Regions from separate parts of the Mus musculus genome. Here region 1 is linked to region 2. The links are chromatin contacts, called in public HiChIP or PLAC-seq maps. All regions are on one chromosome and are shown on one strand. Each heading gives the region's core, a stretch centred on a gene start, on an enhancer-like site or on the middle of the called end of the contact. The rest is flanking DNA. Distances are from core to core; before and after follow the strand shown.

Region 1 (5,258 bases), core at 386-2,885, 200 kb before region 2:
AGCAACCTCTGGTGTCGTCAGGTGAAGGCACACAGCACACCCCTGAGATGCATGGATCGCTGGGCGAGACAAGGAAGAAGACACTGGGGTGGAAGATGCTCTATCCACTGAGTCTCCCCTGTGAGTACCTTGTATGGGAATGGAAGGGGCTTTGGATGGCAGGTGGCAACGGGGCAAGAAAACAGGAAGAGAAGTTGGGGTGGAATCCTACTGGTTGCTTCTGGAGGGAAATTCTCGGGGCAGGGAGGGAGAAAGAAGAGGGATGGCCAGGTAGCAGACAGCTCTGGTGGGACCAGGATATCTGGAGGTTGCTGGAATCACCCTGGAGTCAGTAACAGCAAGCCTGTCTGTGGCCTCTTCCATCAAGGGCCTGGTGCAGCCTCAGTCCTCCACAATACTTCTGATCGCATGTGATCTTTTAGGAACTGAGAGCCACTGGGTTCACCAATTAGTCCTAGATTCTAGGGGTGAACACAGAGTGAGGTCTTGAATAGAAGCCAAAGGACATTGGACAGTTGGCTGTGAGGTGAACCCACTGAGCCCCAGCTCATTCTAGGGTTCCTGGAAGACCCCACAAGAAAGCTCGCCATAGCCGGCACCTATGGAAATAGACTCAGGAGGGCCTGGGACTGGCGGAGTGTATGAGGGATTGTGGTGACTGAAACTGACTGGGATCTTGATAGGATCCACAATTGTCCCGGAGACAAACTCTGGACCATCAGTGAGGATGTTTCTAGACTAGGTTAACTGAGGTGAAGGGACCCATCCTAAATGTGTGTGGCACCAGCCGAGGCCTGGGGTCCCCGACTGAATAAAAAGAACCCAGCGAGCTGAGTACCAGCAGGCACTACCGCCTGCTTCTTGACAGTGGACATGGTATGAGCAGCCGTCTCTGGCTCCTGCCTCCAGGACTTCCCTATCAGGATAGATTGTACCCTCAAACCACAAGCTAAAATGAGCACCCTTTCCTTTAAGCTGCTTTGACAGGTATATGGTTCACAGTCCAACAGGAGCAATTAAAACAATGGTGCCTCCGGAATTCAACTCTCTCACCATCTCTCCTTCAGTGAGCGACCTGCTGGTCCATGGTTTAGGTTAAGTTAACATGTGAACTTTATAACAGCCTGAGATCTCATGGGCTGGACAGGTGTATACCTTCCCCAAACATATTCTTTGATATCACATTACAGATGACCCCCACTCCTCACGTGCATGGGGCTCTGACCCCAACAAGCTTTTGGTGGTTTTGAGAATGGATTATGCTCCCTCCTCGAGCGGTGGCACCCAGCTCCCGGGGCTGGGAAGCACTTCATCACATAAATGAACTGCTTGTCCCCACTCCACGCAAGATGAGTCACCCTTTGAGAGTGTTGCTATTACCTAGACAGACAGCCCTGTCTGCATTTTTAATTTCAGCTAAATGCCTTCGTCTCTTTTCAGCAGGTGGGCAGGGGCATAAATCTGTTTAATAGTCAGACATCGAATAAAAATACTCAGAAAGCCACCTTGATGGAGTTAATTATGCCCTGTTTTCTGAAAGCGACTCCCCACCAATCAGCTGAGGCCTTCGCCAGCTGCAGCCCATCCAGGGAATCAGGCTCTTGGGCAGTTCTAATGCCAGGCTCTTGGTGGCTGTTTTTAAATCATGCCACTTGACAGATGTCTAGGAGTAACACGTGCTTCATGAAGGATGCGGATTTCCGTGCCTATCACTCACGGTGTTATCAAGAAAGGGAAAGAAAATTTCCATTCCTGCAATGTGTTGGCCTGTCAGCTTCGCATCTGTTAAAGGGCAAAAGGGCCTCCTGGGGGGGGGGGGTTCCTACACAGTTCATAGAAAGAAAAAGCCGAGCACGTGTCAGAGCTTTCTAGGCGCCTCTCTAACCGTCCATCAATTTCCCAAGAAAGAAACGGGCGGGTGCAATGGCGGAGGGAGTTAATTTAAGGTGCTTGCTGCCACGCCTGACAACCTGAGTTCCACCTCTTGTACCCACACGGTGGAAGAAATGACCTCTGTAGGTTGTCCTCTGAGCTTCACATGTGTGTTGCGGCATGTGTGCACCTACACACACACACACACACACACGCTCACACATATGTGCACACATAAACACACACACATACACACATACATACACACATGAAGGCGTGCACACACATATCCACAGATGAATGCTCGTATGTACACACATGAACACGCACATAGATGCACACATATAAACACACATGCAAATGCACACACACATAATGCACATATGAACGCTCATGCAAGTGTGTGCACACATGAACACACATACATGCACACCCACACCCCACTCCAAGCCAACACAGTATCTGGATTCTCAGGTTACTTCCACATTGGGTAGCACTAGGTCAGGGACTTTGAGATTTTTGGCTTCTTCTAGAAGTTTCCTCCTGGAAATTAATCAGACAGACAGTAGTCCGCCAGGCCCTCATTCTGCTATCACAGTTCATGTGAATCCAGGCCTCTCAGCAATGTCAGGCACTCACCATTCTCATCCATCCTTCCAGCCTCATCTCCCCAAATCTCACATTCCACGGTGCCAATTCTGCTCCACATTTTCTCACCTTCCTCCTTCACTCTTGCACACCCCTCAGCTCCATGCATCCTGCTCCATGTCTCTGTCCTAGGCAATCATATTCATGCCTGAAGTGCTCCCCAAAGCAGCATCCCCAGATGATGCTCGCTCACAGTCCCTGAGGGCTGTGTGGGCTCCTGCCCAGCACAGGTTTCTTGGGGGCTGGGCACAGGGTGGTTTATTTCCCTCACGGTGGGCACCTAGCATACGGAAGGCGCTAAGAGAGGGCTGGTGCACAGTGCTGATTTGATCCTTTGTCTGTTGCCGTCTGCTTTTACAGTTTTAGGTCCTGTATATGCCCGGCATCTTGACGACTCACCTGCCACCAGAGGGAAGACAGAAAGCATGCCGGGGAGTGCCCAAGCTCAGGGAGCTAGTATCCTGAAGCAAAAGATGCCTTCCCAGAGGGGTTAGCATCAAGGGACTGACTGCTCACGGAGTTCCCACTTAAACCTCAGTACTATCAGAGGAACCATGTGTGCTCTCGGCCCACCATATCCAAGTCTGCTTTGTGAGACCACTATGTGTCAGGTGTGACCTTGAGTGACACAGCACAGGTCATTCCATAAGGAAGGTACAGTGGGACTTAGCCAGTCACTGACTTGTGTTGTTGAGAGTGTAGTATGCACATGTGTCACACAACAAGCCACACTAGTCACACTATTCCTCCCCTGCCAGAGATGGCTAAATACAAGATTAGTTTTTGACTGGTTTCCCCAATTTTTTTTAATGAAATCCCACACCATGAATAAATGTCTCTTTACCCTTGATGGGGCACTAACAACGAACCAACAAAATGATTCTCCGAGTCTATTTCCGAGAACCAGTTAGTCACTGGGGTAACTTACAGGGGCGTGAGTGACCCCCAAACAGACTCCAGCATGAGTGACACATCAGGAAAGGCACATGCCTGGAAGTCTCCGCATAGCTGGCAGGCATTTCCACCGGAGTCTCCTCCCTAGCAATTGCTACTGCTTTTGTAACGTTGGGAGGAGCCTTGTGCAAGTTCCTGAGCCTTGTAAGTTTCCTTAGCCTTTTGAGTCTCATGAGCCTCCTCCTAGGCCAGTGTTTTAATTCCGAATTAATGCTGACGCGTGCACATTCCTTCCGAAACCTGTTTTCCTATTTATTAATGGCAGTATGTCACAGTTTTCTTTTGCGATCAGTACTTAGAGATCTAGATCTTTCCCTCTCTGCCATTCTTGTTTCTAAGATTAGGGACAGCCCCGGGTTGTCGGACAAGGAGACCAACATAGGGAGAGGTAGAGAATTTGTTCAGTGTCAACCACTGTGCTCTCTGGCTCAGGCTCGGTCCGGGTATCACACTGTCAGGAGCCAGAAGAACCACTGCAGGGGACTACAGCTCAGACCAGGACAAAGAAGTTCACATAAGAGCTTCCGCCATTGTCAAACCAATTGGAGGCAGAACTGCCTAACCCTACCCCAGATGTTGGCTCCATGGTTGGACTTCACAGACTTGAAGGCTCTCTCCAGCCCTGGCACCATGTGACTGATTCTACGTAATGCTCCAGGATTGGGAGAAACCCGGATGAAGCTTGACTCCTATAATTCGATGGCTCCTTCTGAGAGGCACCCAGTAATCAGCGAGGATAGTGTTTTCCTTTTGATACACGCTACCCTATTTACCTACCCCAGTAATTGTCTCTCTGCCCCAGCTGTGAGCAATTTGCACTTTTCAATGCTAGGTTTGTTTTAATTTGTCAAAGGCCAGAAAACACATCGGTGCTGCCCACGGGGAACACTGTAGCTTTAGGAGGAGCTGTGTGTGAGGTGATGAGGGGCTGGAGTTCTGTGTGTTCTGAACTCAGAGAGCAGCAACAGGCGGGATGGTCCGGGTCTCCAGCTGAGTGTAAGCTGCTTGACGCCTGGGGATCCTGGTTTGTTCTACACTCAAACCTGAATTCGCACATGCATGCACACCTCCCACCCCCTAAAGGCCAGTGCTCCCATCTCAGGCAGAGGCTGTCCCTAAGATCGGAAGAGGCATTGTGTAGCTGGGCCACCACAAGTTCAGATCCAAAGGAGGGTCTGTAAGGAGGGTTGTAGCCCTGTGTGCACTGCAGTAAAAAGTAGTTAGTCCTGTAGTCTTCTTCCTCCCACCTAGGGACGCAGTTATCTTAGCATCAGGAGAGGCCAGGGGTGTGAGCTCAGGTACACAGGAGTGACCCAAGATTCCACAGTGTTAATGCACCTGGGCTTATCACTGCCCAGTCACTGAGACCTCATTCTTGTGGTTGACCCAGCTGTCCTCTGGGGAACATATCTAAACATTATACCAGGAAAGCACGCTCACGGTTGGAAACTAGGACACACAAGAGAAATTAAATGTCATTTTTCAAACTCACTGTCCAAGTGGCTTCCTTTGGTTGTTTATAGTCTGCTTGGCCTTTCATGTCCCTAAGGTGAAGAAGATAAACTGTGCATTCCAGGCCAGCTTTCCTTATTCTGCACAGCACAGGACAGCACAGATAAGAACAGCTGGATGACAAGCTCAGGCTCGTATCTACAGAGAAAGGCACTTCTGATCACAGACAAGAAGATACCTTGCACACATCGACCCTGAATTCTCTAGACACTGAATCAAGCATCCTCCAGGATTCTCTTATGCACTCTGAGTTGGATACGGAAATATGGAGG
Region 2 (5,181 bases), core at 23-2,522:
TAACCTCTGAGCCATCTCTCCAGCCCAGGGCAAACTCCTGTTTAATGAGTCCCACCAGGCTTAAGTGCTTCAGTCCTCCCAAACTTTCAAGGGAAACACTGAAATCATTTTGTGGCAGGAAAATCAGCAGCTGGCAGAGGACAAACGTGTTGTAAAGCCAGGTGGCTTTTCACTGCCCTTCTGGCTCCCTCTATGGCCTGTTCTGCAGAGGATTCTCCCATCCTCTTAGGGGGCCTCAGACTCCTCGCTTAGCCTGGCTTGGGCAGCAGGTTACTCAAAACTAGTGAGTATCATTTGAGATAGTGGGAGAGTAGAACAGGCCTCCCCTCATTGATTTTCAGGTGGATTAAATGAAATTAAGTTTGTAGTGGGTTTCTGAGCCCATGGTGAGGGTTTCCGGAATGTTTAGCTAATATGCTTAAGAGGCATGCAAATTGTATGCAAATGAACCGGTGGCTCCCCTGAATTCCAAAGCCAAGAAAATGGCTCTGATAAGATCTCTTCTGGCTTTCAAGTGCAAAGTGAGAGCTAATAAGTCACCTCCTGTTATCTGGACACTTGGGTGGCTCACAGAACGTTATCAAGTATCCCAAATGAAGAGACACAGGTGTGCCAACCACATTTTTCAAGTAAAATCTTGAGTCACACATCCAAAAGTGGGTCGAAAGTTTGTCTGCTTGTTTTAAAATTCTTAAGCCCAGAATTTTTGTATAATATGTTGTCATAAAGAACAATCGTAGGTGAGCTTCTAAGGAGAACTGGAGCCGCGTATGTCTGAAAGTGCTTGTGCGTGTGAGGGCTAAAGCACAGGGAAAGAGCCGAGGACATCCGGGGGCACCTTTGAGCCAGGCTTCGTGCCTGCCTGTGCTCTCCGTAATTCTTGGGAATCTAGTTTCTGGATGTCAACTCCACATGTTCACTCTAATTGCAACCCCGGACTGGGCCTCCTGAGTCTGGCCGAATTCACTCTTTCCCCCTCCCCTTTTCTCCCCGGGAGCTGTTGTCTGTCCATGCGTTGTGGCTTTGTTAAACTGTCCTCACCCTGATGCCTTCCTTGCAGAAAGCTTACCGAATATGGCTTGCAGCTGATCTCCCGGAGCTGCCCCCAACCAGATCTTGGAGATAATAATAAACATGCATCCATACCCCAGCTGGGCCTGATTGGTGGCTGTTTCCCACCCAGGAACGGGAGCAGCTGGCTGATTATTAAGAGCATGTGCCCCTGGTCCTATCAGTGGCACCACAGCGGCCTCTGCTGGCTGCCCCTGGAACTACAGTAAGTCTGATCTGGGTTTCCATTAGTCCATTTATAGCTGTTGAGATTTGCTGTGGACCAGATGTGGTTTGACATGCTGTGGAAACAGCAGTGAGAACAGATGTCCTTGTGTTCATTAAGTTTATGCTTTAGAACGGGTGGGGCTGAAAAACCAAATACACATATGTGTCAACACATGATGGATGATGGGATCTATGGAAAAGGTAAAGTGGAAGTGAGGGATACAGAGGGAAGGAGGGGAGCAATGTGTGTGTGTGTGTTCACTCGTGTGCCGTGCATTCGTGCGTTTGTGCCTGATTGCCTGTCCGTGTATTCTGTCACTCTCTGCCCTATTCCCCTGAGGCACAGTCTTTCCCTGAACCTGGAGCTGAAGCTAACCCAAGCCATCAAGCCTGAGCAAGCCTGTCTACACTTCCTTCAGCACTGGGATTTTGTGTTTGAGCCAGACCAAGCCTAGTTTTCTAAGTAGATGCTAAGGATCCTAACGTAGGTCCTATGCTTGCAACAGCAAGCACTCTTACCACCAAGCCTCTGGACAGGCTGGAGGGCGGTGATTTTACATAAGCTATTGGAGAAGCCTCATATGATATGGTGGCTTTAGAGGTGGCAGGTGGGGATCTTGAGGCAGAAGGAACAGCAAAAAGAAAATGTGAGTGTCTAGCTTGATTAGGATGAAGAATGTTAGTGTATCTGGCATTAACCAAGCCCATGGAGAGTAAAAGAAGATGCATTCTGAGAGGTGGTAGGCAGGCTGTGCCAGGAAAGTAGGCCCTTGCCATGGTGCCCAGACCTGGAAAATTAGTGACCCCAGGAGGCTGGATAGAACACAAATGATCAAGTCCTGTGCAGACTGAGAGAGTCAGGCATGCACCAGTGGGGCAGAGCTGAAGTGTGGGAACTGCTAGCTAAAGGGGGGTGGGGGTGTACCAGGACTTTGGCTTTTATTCAAAGACAAGAAACCAGCTAAAGTTTCTAGGCAGGAGAATGATTCGATTTGACTTTCAGAGGCAGACACACCCATGCCAGCTTTTGATTGGTCTGAGATGTGGTCTGGACTCTGCAGTTTCTACAGCTTACCAAGGGGTTCGAATGCATAGGCAGTTATGTCATGTTGGTTTCTAGGTGGAGAGGTCATGGGGTCATGAGAAGAAGCAGGGAGCTGAGCCAGAAGGCATGGCTGTCAGACAGGACAAAGGTGGCTCGGTGGCAGCAGTGAGGAGACAAAGGCTGTGGGTTCTGGCTCTAACTTGAGGCTGAAACAGACGCTTGCAGCAGATCTGAGGCTGGGTTGGCTGTACACGGGAAGCAGAGTTCGGAATGGTTGTCTTTACTCCAAGGTTGCTTTTCCCATTCCAGAAGAGGGGAGGTTGGAAGGGCCAGGAGTTTGATTTTAAACACATTATGCTTGAGATATTTGTTGGTTTGCTTTTGCTTTTTGAGATAAGCTGTGTAGCTCAGCTGTTTTGGAACTCACTTTGTAGACCAGGCTAGCTTGAACTCACACAGATCTGCCTGCCCCTGCCTCTGCCTCCTTGCCCCAACTAAGACGTCTTTTTTGAGGCCCAACTGGAGGTGCTGCCTGGGCTTCACTCAGTGGAGGTGACCAGGCTGGATGTGGAAGCCCTAGGTGCCAGTCGGTGTTAAATGACTCAAAGCCAGATGAGGTCAGTTAGGAGGGAAGAAAACAGACAAACAAAGTCCCCATATTTCTGAGGCAGCTACTGGGGAGTGCCACTACAGGAAGGAAGTAGTTACCTCAGGGACCAAAGAGAAAAACTATAGCAAGGCAGAAGAACGGTCAGAAGCTGATCAACAAGATGGAGGAGGATCTCAGGGTTCAGTGGCATGGAAGCACAGGGGACCACAGTGGCAGAAATCTCAGCACAGGGATGATGCAAGGGGCAGAGTGGGAGGAGGGAAACTGGAGACAAACAGGTTATTGGAAAGTTTTGTCTAATAGGAAAGAACCTGAAAGCTCTACTCATTGTTGGGAGGAGTCTCTACAATACTGGGGAATGAGTAGATATTTTAATAAGAACAAATGTTTATTAAGTGTATTTTTATACTCTCCTCGCTGCCTTTAATGCTGCACATGAATTATGCTCCTCCAAGCACTTCTTCCTCTCCGCAGAGCTCTGGAAAGCTCTGTTGCTGTCTCTAATTTACTGACAAAGGAGTCTGAATTCTAGAGAACGAGTTTTCATCCCCCCAGGCACAGCCAGAGAGACGGGAGAACAGAGGTGACTCCAGAGGCAAGGACGCCGACAGCAGAGATTCCCCTCACCACCTGAAGAGCCTGTAGCCCTGTGCCAGTTGGAGGAGGGGTGCTCTGTATTCACACTTGAACTTTGATGGTCCCCCAGAAGGAGCACAGTAGCAGTCAGTAATTGGTTAAAGCAATCATAAGCACGGCACGATGTACAGATCCTCGGGCTTTGCACAGCATCCCGGGATATTCCTCTCTGCTGTGGTACCCTGGCACTGTGTGACTGCACACAGGCCTGCTTACCGCCTGCATCACCCCCAGGGCTCCCATACAGAAATGCAGGGGCCAGATGCTGATTCCATGGAAAACATCTGAATGTTCATACGTCCTCCTCCCTTTCTGACCGTGAGTGGCACCCCTCTGTACCAGGCTGCAGGTCTCTCCAGGGTTGTGAACATACTGCTGTGACGGTTTGTATCCATAGTAGAAGCATCTGTATTGAAATAGGATCTGTATCGAGTTGAATAGTGTCCTCCAACTCATGACTACCTGGAGACTCAGCAAATGACATTTAGAAATGGGAGGTTTGCTGGTGTGACTGGTTAAGATGAGGTCATACTGGATGAGGGTAGGCCATACTCCAAGGACTGGTCACTTTCCCTCTCTCCCTCCCTCCCTCCCTCCCTCCCTCCCTCCCTCCCTCCCTCCCTCCCTCTCTCCCTCCCTCCCTCCTTCTCTCCTTCCCTTCCTTCCTCCCTCCATCTCTTTCACTTCTCTCTCTCTCTCTCTCTCTCTCTCTCTCTCTCTCTCTCTCTCTCTCTCTCTCTCTCTTTTGATTTATTTTATGCATACAAGTACACTGTAGTTATCTTCAGACACACCAGAAGAGGGCATCAGATCCCATTATAGATGGTCATGAGCCACCATGTGGTTGCTAGGAATTGAACTCAGGACCTCTGGAAGAAGAGTCAGTGCTGAGCCATCTCTCTAGCCCTCCTTTCTCCTTTTAATTTGAGATGGGAACTTGTTCCCTGTGGAGCCTAGGCTAATCATCCCTCCTCCGTGGAGTGCTGGGATCATTGGTAAGCACCATCATGCCTGGTTCCTTTCTTTTATGAGACATTGGAGAACCACGAGGAGAAGGCAATGTGATGATGGAGGCAGAATTTGCAGTGATGAAGCTACAAGCTGGGAAACATAAAGGGCTGGCTGGCAAGCACTGGAAGTTAGGGATAGCAAGAAGGGTCCTTCCCTAGGCCTCCTAGGGACAGCATGGCCTCAGCTACATCTAGATCCCATAAGTCAAACTTCACATTTGTGAAAGAGGGTACTGTTAGAGATTGGTTCTAATGCTTTGATTCAGTCAGGAATCTGCGTGTACAAACGCTAAAGGTCCTTGTCCCCAAATGGTTTTTTGATTGATCAATAAAATGCCAGCAGCCAATGGTTGGGTAAAGAGAGATGGGGAGGGACCCTTAGAGTTGCTCAGGCTAGGACGAAGTGGAGAAGAGGAAGTACCACCATGACTCGAGGAAGAGATACAGATGGATGAAGGAGCTACAAGAGAGAAAGCCACTGAGCCATTCAGGTGGGTGGCTACTCGCCACTTCCCTGACTGGGCCTGGGGTAGCAGAAGTAGGTCTAGGAGTGCCCAGCCTTTGAGGTAGCCTAGACATTTTAAAATTAACTGGAGTGTATG

What was found. HiChIP or PLAC-seq counts read pairs in DNA pulled down with a chosen protein or histone mark.
Region 1: an H3K4me3 HiChIP or PLAC-seq map of embryonic basal ganglia shows a contact between it and region 2, with 4 times the contacts expected there. The contact joins two enhancer-like sites. A contact is called at or near these places in 1 of 39 promoter capture datasets (neural stem cells), 6 of 15 datasets of contacts at CTCF or cohesin (CD8 T cells, the NIH/3T3 cell line, embryonic stem cells and 2 more), 35 of 484 Hi-C or Micro-C datasets (the 4T1 cell line, the AML12 cell line, B cells and 16 more) and 10 of 115 datasets of contacts at active chromatin or transcription factors (CD8 T cells, SST interneurons, craniofacial prominence and 6 more).

Annotation. Positions count from the first base shown.
Region 1 is chr11:57,750,113-57,755,370 of GRCm38.p6, reverse strand. The region is part of intron 4 of Galnt10 (polypeptide N-acetylgalactosaminyltransferase 10); the gene reads right to left. Among named protein-coding and RNA genes, the nearest start is that of Gm24582, 11 kb to the right of the region's middle. Within about 2 kb of position 1,635, at least 7 of the 459 cell types and tissues checked have an H3K27ac peak or open chromatin away from gene starts, as enhancers often do. A contact at or near this core is called in SST interneurons and embryonic basal ganglia, where this site is marked.
Region 2 is chr11:57,545,167-57,550,347 of GRCm38.p6, reverse strand. No RefSeq gene overlaps it. Among named protein-coding and RNA genes, the nearest start is that of Gm51895, 11 kb to the left of the region's middle. Within about 2 kb of position 1,272, at least 34 of the 459 cell types and tissues checked have an H3K27ac peak or open chromatin away from gene starts, as enhancers often do. A contact at or near this core is called in SST interneurons and embryonic basal ganglia, where this site is marked.